2 separate regions of the Sus scrofa genome follow, and region 2 is linked to region 1. A link is a contact called in public HiChIP or PLAC-seq data. All regions are on one chromosome and are shown on one strand. The core of a region is the stretch at or near the end of the contact, and the rest is flanking DNA. Distances in the headings are between cores, read along the strand shown. Region 1 overlaps ACER3 (alkaline ceramidase 3). Region 2 overlaps ACER3 (alkaline ceramidase 3).

The links. HiChIP or PLAC-seq counts read pairs in DNA pulled down with a chosen protein or histone mark.
Region 2: a contact with region 1 is called in an H3K27ac HiChIP or PLAC-seq map of alveolar macrophages. The contact joins two enhancer-like sites. A contact is called at or near these places in 1 of 47 Hi-C or Micro-C datasets (liver) and 1 of 2 datasets of contacts at active chromatin or transcription factors (alveolar macrophages).

Annotation. Positions count from the first base shown.
Region 1 is chr9:11,012,716-11,018,290 of Sscrofa11.1, forward strand. All of the region lies in intron 1 of ACER3 (alkaline ceramidase 3), which reads left to right. Among named protein-coding and RNA genes, the nearest start is that of ACER3, 30 kb to the left of the region's middle. Within about 2 kb of position 1,521, at least 4 of the 83 cell types and tissues checked have an H3K27ac peak or open chromatin away from gene starts, as enhancers often do. A contact at or near this core is called in alveolar macrophages, where this site is marked.
Region 2 is chr9:11,140,765-11,146,270 of Sscrofa11.1, forward strand. ACER3 (alkaline ceramidase 3) reads left to right here. Exons shown (of 11, transcript XM_021062556.1): 8 at 852-953; 9 at 3,342-3,446. Among named protein-coding and RNA genes, the nearest start is that of B3GNT6, 25 kb to the right of the region's middle. Within about 2 kb of position 3,612, at least 13 of the 83 cell types and tissues checked have an H3K27ac peak or open chromatin away from gene starts, as enhancers often do. A contact at or near this core is called in alveolar macrophages, where this site is marked.

The DNA of each region.
Region 1 (5,575 bases), core at 271-2,770:
TACTAATACCTTCACCACACTCAAACCAAACTATCTTTTAAATTTAGGTCTATAGTTAGTAATTAGTTTAGTAATATAGTAGTCCTCACTTATCTATGGGAGATTTGTTCCAAGATCCCCAGGAGATGCCTGAAACTGCAGATAGTACCAAACCCTATATAGTTGACTTTTATACAACACCGATCCTCTATGCAGTCAGAAAATCCGTATACAGTGTCACAGTCAGCCCCCTATATCCCTGGTTCTGCATCTATGGATTCAACTAACCGAGGATTGGATAGTACTTCAGTATGTATTTACTTAAAAAGGTCCACAGAGGAGTTCCCATCGTGGCGCAGAGGAAACAAATCTGACTAGGAACCATGAGGTTGTGGGTTCGATCCCTGGCCTTGCTCAGTGGATTAAGGATCCAGCGTTGCTGTGGCTGTGGTGTAGGCCGGGGGCTACAGCTCTGATTGGACCCCTAGCCTGGGAACCCCCATATGCTGCAGGTATGGCCCTAAAAGGACAAAAGACAAAAAAATAAATAAATAGGTGCACATATAATTGGATCTGCACAGTTCAAGCCTGCTTTGTTCAAGGGTCAACTGAACATACTGTGCTTTTTTCCTGTACATAATACATGTATGATTATATTTAATTTATAAATTAAGCACAAGATTTAACAACAGCTCAAAATAGAACATTTATAATTATATGCTGTAGTAAAAGATATGTGAGGAGTTCCCGTCGTAAGCTCATTGGAAACAAATCCCACTAGGAACCAGCTGTGATCTGTGGTATAGGTTGAAGACGAGGCTCGGATGTGGGGTGGCTGTGGTGTAGGCCGGCGGCTACAGCTTTGATTCAGCCCCTAGCCTGGGAACCTCCATGTGCTGTGGGTGTGGCCCTAAAAAGTTAAAAAAAAAAAAAAGATATGTGAATGTGGTCTCTCTCAAAATATCTTTTTTTTTTGCTTTTTAGGGCTGCGCTTGCGGCACATGGTTCCCAGGCTAAGGGCTGAATCAAAGCTGTAGCCGCCGGCCTACAACACAGCAACAGATTTGAGCAGTATCTTCAACCTACGCCACAGCTCACGGCAATGCCAGATCCTTAACCTGAGTCAGGATGGGAACTCCTCCCAAGATATCTTATTGTATTGTACTCATCTTTACTGTGAGTTGATAAATCTCTACCTGATAAGAAGACATCGTGACCTAGTATTAGGCTAATATTACTTTCTGACGTTGTGGAGGAGATTCATTTGCTTTGAGTGATCCTGGATCATTGAGCCACGATGTTGTTGATGGTTGAATGTCAGGAGCAGATGATGGTGATGGTTTAGGATCCTGGGCAAGACAGAGCAGGACAGTGCAAGATTTTATCATGCTACTCAGAACAGTGCACAGTTAAAAAATTATGGATTGTGTATTTCTGGAATTTTCCATTTGGTATTTTTGGCCTGTAGTTGATAGTGAGTAACTGAAAGCTTGGGAAGTGAAACTGCAGATAAGGGGGAACTACTGTACTAGGCTAAGTACGTTTGAAGTCTAATCTCTCTCTCTCTTTTTTGGCTGTGTTAGTGGCATGTGGAAATTCCAAGGCCAGGGATCAAATCTTCACCACAGCAGTGACCCAAGCCACTGTGGTGACAACACCAGATCCTTAACCCGCTGTGCCACGAGAGAAATCCCTATTATTTGTAGACTTTAATGATGGCCATTCTGATCAGTGTGAGGTGATACTCATTGTAGTTTTAATTTGCATTTCTCTAATAATTAGTGATGTTGAGGATCTTTTCATGTGCCCATTGGCTGTCTTACATATATATATGTATGTATGTATGTATGTATCTTTTGGCGAAATGCCTATTTAGGTCTTTCTGGCTTTTTTTTTTTTGGTATTTTTATTTTTGTTTTTATTTCACTTTTTAGGGTCACAGCTTATGGAAGTTCCCAGCCTAGGGGTCAAACTGGAGCTGCAGCTGCCAGCCTACACCACAGCCACAGCATGCCAGATCCAAGCCCCATGGGATCCTCATGGATACTAGTCGGATTCTTTTCCACTGCGTCACAATAGGAACTCCCTTCTGGCTAATTTTTGATTGGGTTTTGGGGATTTTTTTTTGATATTGATCTGTAAGAGCTGTTTGCATATTTTGGGAATTTATTCTTTATCAGATGCGTTGTTTGCAGATATTTTCTCTCATTCCGAAAGTTGTCTTTTTGTTTTGTTTATGATTATAGCAAGCTGCTTTTAACTGTAAGTGGAAAGACTGGATGGAGTCAGAAAACAAAACATAACTCCAAAATTAGCACTTTAAAATCTTGATACCACCATAAAAACTGTTTTTATGACTTGACATTAACTCATGTATTCCTTCATACAAAATGATAAGGAGAGATTCTAGATATCTTGTGTTTATATCACTGTTTATATCACTTCTACTCAAGGATGAACTGGAAGGTCCTAGGCACTGCAATAAAGGCAAGGAAAAAAATGCGTAAGAATTCAAAAGGAAGAGGAGTGCCTGTCGTGGGGCAGCAGAAACGAATCCAACTAGGAACCATGAAGTTGCTAACACTATCTTGTGTTCCTACAGTGAAATATTACAGATTCTAGGCTATTTTACCTGCTGGGTAGCAACTACTGCTTCCCCCAACCCCATGTACACACACGCTTTTTTAAAGCAGACATCAGGGCAGTCTGGCTTTGTTGTCTGATATTCTCATGATCGTTTGATCACTGGGTTGTTTCAATTAGACTTTCCAATCAAATAGATATTCTTTGCTCTTTCGCTATGCTAGAAATGTCCAATTTAATCTTGACACTTGAAAAGAATTACGGCCTTGTTAAAGAAGACTTTTTGGTTAAGAGGAGCCATCGTTAGATAAACATTTAGCCCCCTCTGTGCCCTTCCTCATCCTGTCATCTTCCTTTTTCTTGAGAGATAACCACCAAATGTATTTAGTGTTATCATTTCCTAGCTTTTTGCCACTTCTGAATTTCTAAAAAATACAGTTTAGGTTTGCTTGTTTTATATTTTACGTGATTGGGATTTTACTATATACGTAGATTTTTTTCTTGCAGCTTCTTTTTTTCCACTCAAATTGTGGTCCTTAGTATCATACATGTTCTTGTGAATTCTATGGTGATAGGTTAGGTGGTTCATTTATTTTTACTATTGTTGGGAATTTCATTGTATGAATATATTCATGTATCCATTCTTCAGTCACTGGATGTTTTGTTGTTTACAGGTGTTTGCTGTTACATATAATGCTGTGAACATTCTGGTACATCTTATGGACACAAATGTAATAGTATCTGTATATATTTAGGAGTATAATTATTAGATTGTAGTCTATGCCTATATTCGACTTTTATTAGATCAGACTTTTTGGTCTTATGACACCTTTATACATTTAAAGTTATTGAGAACCTGGGAGAACTTTGTAAGTTAAGTCTGTTGGTATTATTAAAATTGAAAAAGATTGAATGCTTGTTAATCTATTTAAGATTTATGCCATATCTGCGACCTACGCCACAGCTCGTGGCAACACCAGATCCTTAACCCACTAAGCAAGACCAGGGTCGAACCCGAAACTTCATGGTTCCTAGTTGGATTCGTTTCTGCTGCCCCACGACAGGCACTCCTCTTCCTTTTGAATTCTTACGCATTTTTTTCCTTGCCTTTATTGCAGTGCCTAGGACCTTCCAGTTCATCCTTGAGTAGAAGTGATATAAACAGACATCTTTATGCAGAGGCACAAGTTTGATCCCTGACCCAGTGCAGTAGGTTAAAGGATCTGGCACTGCCTCTGTGGCCCAGATTCAATCCCTGACCCAGGAACTTCCACAGGATACAATTGCAGCCGTTAAGAAAAAACCAAAACAAAACAAGCAAAGGAGGAAGGTATTAAATATTTCATTATTAGCTATATGGTTTTTTGGAAACATCTAGGAACTATTTTTAATCAACTTTATTAAGATATAATCTACACACAATAAAATTCATAGTTTTAAGTATATAGGTCAATGACTTTTGAAATGCACAAACTTACTTAGCCAGCACCCTAATTAAGATGTAGAGAATTTTCATCTCCCAGAAAGTTGTCTTTCATCCCTTTTCAGTCAGTCTTTTCCATGCTGTTCCCTGACACAGAGAACCAATGATAGGGTTTTTGATCAGGATTAATTTTTCCTGTTTAGGAACTTTTTTTTTTTTTTTTGTCTTTTGTCTTTTTAGGGCTGCACCTGCGGCATATGGAGGTTCCCAGGCTAGGGGGTCGAATTGGAGCTGTAGCTGCTGGCCTACACCACAGCCACAGCAATGTGGGATCTGAGCTGCATCTGTGACCTACACCACAGCCCATGGCAATGCTGGATCCTTAACCCACTGAGCGAGGCTAGGGATCGAACCCATGTCTTCATGGATGCTAGTCGGGTTCGTTAACTGCTGAGCCATGACGGGAACTCCCCTAATTTCTAAATATTTGGAATTTGCAAGGTATCTTTCTGTTACTGATTTCTAGTTAATTTCATTGTGTTCAGAAAATACATTTTTAATTTAAATTCTTTTCAACTTTTTGACTTGTTTTGACTCTTCATATGTTTTACTTGGTGAATGTTCCATGTGGATTTGAAAAAGATGTGTATTCTTCTGTTTATATACGTAGTATTCTATAAATGTAGGTTAAATTGGTTGATAGTGTTGTTCAAGTCTTCTGTATATTTATTGATGTTTCTTTCTGCTTCAATTAGTAGAAGATTATTGGAATCATTATAATGATATATATTTTTTCTGTATCTCCTTCCTATTTTTGTAATTTTTGCTTTGTTTTTTGTTTATGGCCTTGCCTGTGGCATGTGGAAGTTCCCTGGACCTGGATTGAATCTGAGCCACAGCAGTGACAACAGTGCCGAATTCTTGATCAGTAGGCCACCAGGGAACTCCTATTCCTAAGCGGGCCTTTTTTTTTTTTTTTTTTTTGCTTTTTAGGACTGAACCCATGGCATATGGAAGTTTCCAGGTAGGGGTCAAATTGGAGCCAAGCTGCTGGCCTACACCACAGCCACAGCAACATGGGATCCAAGCTGTGTCTGGGACCTATACTACACCACAGCTCATGGCAATGCCAGATCCCAACCCACTGAATGAGGTCAGGGATCAAACCTACATCTTTATGGGTCCTAGTCGGGTTCATTACTGCTGAGCCAAGACGGGAACTCCTTAAGTGCTTTGATGATGCTTTTCTTTTTTGGGCCACACCTGCAGCATATGGAAGATCCCAGGCTAGGTGTCAAATTGGAGCTGCAGCTTACGGCCTATGCCACAGCCACAGCAATGCTGGATTGGAGCCCCATCTGTGATCTCCACCACAACTTGTGGCAGTGCCGGATCCTTAACCCACTGAATGAGCCAGGGATTGAACCCACATCCTCATGGATACTTCGTCGGGTTCTTAACCCACTGAGCCACAACAGGGACACCCGAAGCTACATTTTTAGGTATATACACTTTGGGATTGCCATATAATATTGAGGTCTTCCTGCTTTATCATTAGATCACCAGGGAACTCCCTCTCTTTCTTAATTA
Region 2 (5,506 bases), core at 2,362-4,861, 130 kb after region 1:
CAGAAACACAAATATCCACCAACATGTCAACAGATAAGTAAATTGTGGTATATCTACATAGTGGAACACTACTCAGCAGTAAAAGGAAATGAATATTGATGCATCTAACAACGTGGACGAGTTTCAAAATAATTATGCCAAGTGAAAGAAGCCATACAGCAAAGAGAATATGCTTTATTATTCCCTTTATATAACATTCTGAAAAATTTATAAACTGAGCTTTTGGATGTGATGGATAGAGCTGTAAAAAATACATTAGTGGAATTCCATGGTGTCCTAGAGGTTAAGGTTCTGGCATTGTCACTGCTGTGGCTCACTGCTGTGGCTTGGGTTCAGTCCCTGGCCTGGGAACTTCCTCATGACATGGGTGCAGCCAAAAGAAAAAAAATTAGCTACGCTTGTTATTTTTAGTTACTCACCAAACTTCACTTTCCTCATTTGCAAAGTGAAGAGAGTAATACTTGCCTCACAGGGTTTATTTGAATATTTTATTCATATGTGTATGTTCATTTCTATATATTATTTGTTTATCTAATATATTGTAGTGCCTGACAGAGCAGATGACTCAGTTAATGTTAACTCTATTCCACCACTCCTCTGCCTCTTCTAAAAGATTGCTAAAGGTACTGGGGACTTTCAGATTGTCTTCTTGATACACTTAACAAAGTCCTAGTGGCATATTTTTTCTCAGTACCTTTTAGTGGCTAAATGTAATAGGCAAATGTATTAGAGAATCTAATAGGTAAATTTGCTTTTAATACTAATGAAAACCTTTCCTTCTCAGAACAGTGATGACTTCAAGCTCTGATCATGACAAGACTTGACAAAAGTTCATTTTTTTTAACCCACAGGGTTTATCCATGGCTTAGAGGACTGGGTTATACATCCTTGGGTATATTTTTAATGGGATTTTTATTATGGAACATAGATAACATCTTTTGTGACTCACTGAGGTAAGATGTATTTTCAGTCTTTGAAAAACAGTTTTGGAATCTATTAAGCAGACTGTTTCATAGGCTTAATTCATAGAATTACTAGTGCACTGAAGTGAATTTTTGCCATTGTTGAATTTAAAAAGATAGGTACAGCACAAAGTTAAATTTTTGGGAGTGCTTGTTTCAATTACCTAAAAATCTAGTCCTAAGAATATTTCATAACATCTGTAGGGATTTTTGTGTTTGTGCATCACAGTACTATATAGTTAATCAAATATTGATAGGATTTTTTGAAAGCTGCGTAATCTGCTTTAACTGAAGAACTAAGAATGATTTGTAATAAGAATATGAAATACATCTGTATAATTTTTTTCTTTTTTTTTTTTTTGTCTTCTAGGGCTGCACCCAAGGCATATGGAGGTTCCCAGGCTAGGGGTCAAATTGGAGCTGTAGCCACACCACTGGCCTACACCACAGCCATAGCAATGCCAGATCTGAGCTGTGTCTGCGACCTACACCACAGCTCACGGCAATGCCGGATCCTTAACTCACTGAGCAAATCCAGGGATCAGACCTGCTTCCTTATGGATGCTAGTGAGATTCATTTCTGCTGAGCCACAGCAGGAAATCCATGAAATACATTTATATAATTTTTTATTTTTACATACTTATTATTTTCTAAGAAAGGCAAGTATTTCTTTTACCATCTTTTCAGCAGTTGTATATTCAATAGAATTTGAATCTTAAGTCTCTGGACTCTATTCTGTCACCTAAGACACTGTCTGGGCTTCAGTTTACATAAAATGAACATGTTAAATAGGTTAACTGGAGGGTCCTTCCAACTCAAAATTCTGTGACTTAACAGTTTTGCATAATGACAAAGGAATATATTAAATGACAGAGGAATATATTAAACAGCATAGCAGAGAGGTAATCAGCAAAATTCAAACTGGGCAGTCTACGGAAAGAATGACCTGGTCTCTTCAGCAAATACATTGTAGAAGGGGGAAAAAGGGAGGAGGAAAGTATAGATTAAAAGAGACTTAAGGGAGTTCCCATTGTGGCTCAGAGGTAATGAACCCAACCAGTATCCTTGAGGACGTGGGTTTGATCCCTGGCCTTACTCAGTGGGTTGAGGATCCAGCGTTGCCGTGCTGTAAGCTGTGGTGTTGGTCACAGAAGCAACTCAGATTCTGTGTTGCTGTGGCTGTAGTGTAGGCTGGCAGCTACAACTTGGATTCGACCCCTAGCCTGGGAACAGAGCCTGTAATCTGTTAGTATGCATTGTAGGTCTCCATATGCTGAGGGTACGGCCCTAAAAAGACAAAAAGAGAGAGAGAGACTTAAAAAATATATCAACTAGACACAGTATAATTACTTTTTTTTGGATCTTGATTCAAACCAATTGTTTTTTTTTGAAAGCTTATGATCATTAACGAATATTTGATATTAAAGGATTGTTGTTAATATTTTAGTTGTGAAAATGATATTATAGTTATATTTTAAAGAGGTTTTAATCCTTTAGAGATAAAATGATACAATATCTAGGATTTTCTTCAAAATAAATGAGGGAGAAGTGGGTAAGAATTTAGGTGATGTAAGATTGACCTTAAGTTCTAGTCGTGCAGTGGAAACGAATCCGACTGGGAACCATGAGGTTGCAGGTTTGATCCCTGGCCTTCCTCAGTGGGTTAAGGATCCAGCATTGCGGTGAGCTGTGGTGTAGGTCGCAGACGCGGCTCGGATCCCGCGTTGCTGTGGCTCTGGTGTAGGCCGGTGGCTACAGCTCCGATTTGACCCCTAGCCTGGGAACCTCCATATGCCGTGGGAGCCGCGCAAGAAATGGCAAAAAGACAAAATAAATAAATAAATAAATAAATAAAGATTCACTATGAAGTGAAATAATAGATATGAAAGGACTTTATAGACTGTATAGTGCTCTTCTAAAATGATGGTTATATGTAAGGCATAGGAAAACTCATATCTAGTTTCTTGAGTGAACAGCTAAGTTAATCAGTATTTCCCAAAGTGTTTTCCAAGGAACACTTGTTCCATAAGGTGTTAATAAGATACCACCTGAAAAAGGGTCTAAAGGGTCTAACGGTGGATTAGGAGCTTACCTGTAATCTTTCAGTGTGCAGCAGTACAGGTCTCCAAGAGGACAGTAAACTTCTACTTCCTACATTTATTTTGACCACAGAGTCACTCTTCATGGAACTTCTGCTGGGAAGATTATTCCTCAAAATACTCTTTGGAAAACAATACAGCAGACTACAGCAGACATAAGGAGATAAAATAATTGTCATGTGTGAGAATGACATTTCAAAATGCTCTAAGTCTGTCAGTATTCATTGTTAAATATGAAAAATAATTGACATGCTGATTTTTTTCCCCCTCTCCACACAGGAACTTTCGAAAGAAGGTGCCACCTATCATAGGTGTTACCACTCAGTTTCATGCATGGTGGCATATTTTAACTGGCCTTGGTTCTTATCTTCACATCCTTTTCAGGTAGGAAATAGAGACTTTTTCGGCCTGGTATTAGAGTGTTTCTTTTTTTACTCTTCAAATACGATGGTGTAAATATAAATTGTCAGAGACAGAATCAGGAACTTCTGTTCCAGCTTTGCCTCTGCCACTGGGTGACCTTAGGCAAGCTATTTCCTCTTTCTGAAGCTCTGCTTTCTCATCCCTAAAGGGTGACAGCTGTAGTAACTGACCTCTGACACATGATCTACATTTTAAGTAGATCATTCATCTCCTTTTTTAGCGCAAGTAGGATTTAAACATTTCCATTTATTGTCGATCCGTATTATGTTTTGTTTATAGAGAACACATTTGGGGGGAGCGGGGAGGCAGCCAGATCCCCTGAGTGGGGACAGGGAAAGCATGAATTGGTAAAGTCCCCAGCTTAAATTTTTTTCTCCTTCCCTGAAATAAATTGGTCACCACTTTGCTTTCCTTGTTCCCCTAATAAGAATTTGTTGGAGATCAGCCATTTACAGCAAAGATGGAATCAGAATTCTCTCTGATGATCCTACTCAAATAATCCTTGTGTATTAGTCTCTCTCCCTTTACCAGGCCTTATTTTTCTTCACAGCATTTATAACCATCTATATATTTGCATGTTTACCTCCCCCCACTAGACTCTTAAGTTCCTTGAGAAAAAAAACTTTATTTTATTCACTGCTACTCTTCTAAGTGCTTAGAACAATGCTTGTCACATACTAAGCACTCAGTATATATTGTTAAATGATTTAATGAATGGATGTGTACATGTTTGTCGTCATATGCGGTAATCAGAACGTAGGCTGCGCATGGAGATCAGCTTGAAGACACAGAGACAGCTGATGCTGTAGCAAGCAAGAGCTTGGGGCAAGCTCAGAGTCTGTCTTTTATTAGGATTTTGAACAAGGGCTACGTGTCAAAGAGGCGGAGGCAAGATTCTCGAAGAGGTTAAGAGGAAACAAAACAATAATTCAAAAGCCCATAGGGAGGCAAGGTCTGTTACAGGCCTTATCAGCTCTTATCTCAGGAAGACATACACTAGCCTTTACAGCAGGCCTGTTTGTTCCCCTCCCAGGGCTCATAAACCTAACTGTCTAAAGTTCCCCTAGCATAACCTTCTTGGCATTCCAGGAAGAGTCATAGTTTTACATGACCCCTATATTCTCTTCTCTCACTCTAGCTACTCACTTTCAAGCTCAAGGCTTACGGCCTTGTTTTCTTCCACCCACATATGTTGACCTCTTTACCAGGGGATCAGGCCATGTTTCATCTCAAATTCATCTCAAGAATTGAGAAAGCTGAAATACTTGTAGAAAGAGGAAAAAAATTTTACTTTGAACCAATATGAAAATTTACTGAAGTCAAATTTTTAGAATACCTTTGCAAAATCATATTTGCATCTCACCTAGCTAGAGATCCACTAGGGAACCTGAATTATCTAAAATTTAACTACCTGAGAATTAAATAAAAAGAACTTCTGGGCAGCTAAATAATAATCACTGAATTCAGGGAGTTCCTGCTGTGGCAGTGGGTTAAAAATCCGACTGCAGCAGCTCTGGTCACTGCAAAGGTTTGACCCCCAGCCCAGCACAGTGGTTTTAAGGGTCTGGCATTTGCAGCTGCAGCTTGGATTCAGTCCCTGGCCCAGGAACTTCCATATGCCAAGAGTGCAGCAAAAAAAGAAATACCCAATTTAATAAGGTTTAAGGGAGGAGGTGCTTGAGAAAACTGAAAAATGATAGAAAAGGAGAAACAAGAATAACTGTAAAGCAAACCAAAGAATTGAAAACTTAGCACCTCAACACTGCCCAAGAAGTCCCGAGACGTAAGTTACTGCAGTGTGGTAAAATATAGCAATGAATTTTTCCTTCCCCCTGCCCTTTTCATCTACACCACAGCATATGGAATTTCCTGGGCCAGGGATGGAATCTGAGCCACAGCTGCAGCAACACCAGATATTTCACTGGGATCCAACCCTTGCTGGCCCAGAGAAAATGCTGGATCCTTAACCCACTGCACCACAGCAAGAACTCCAAATTTTTCTGATAAATACTCAAGAACAA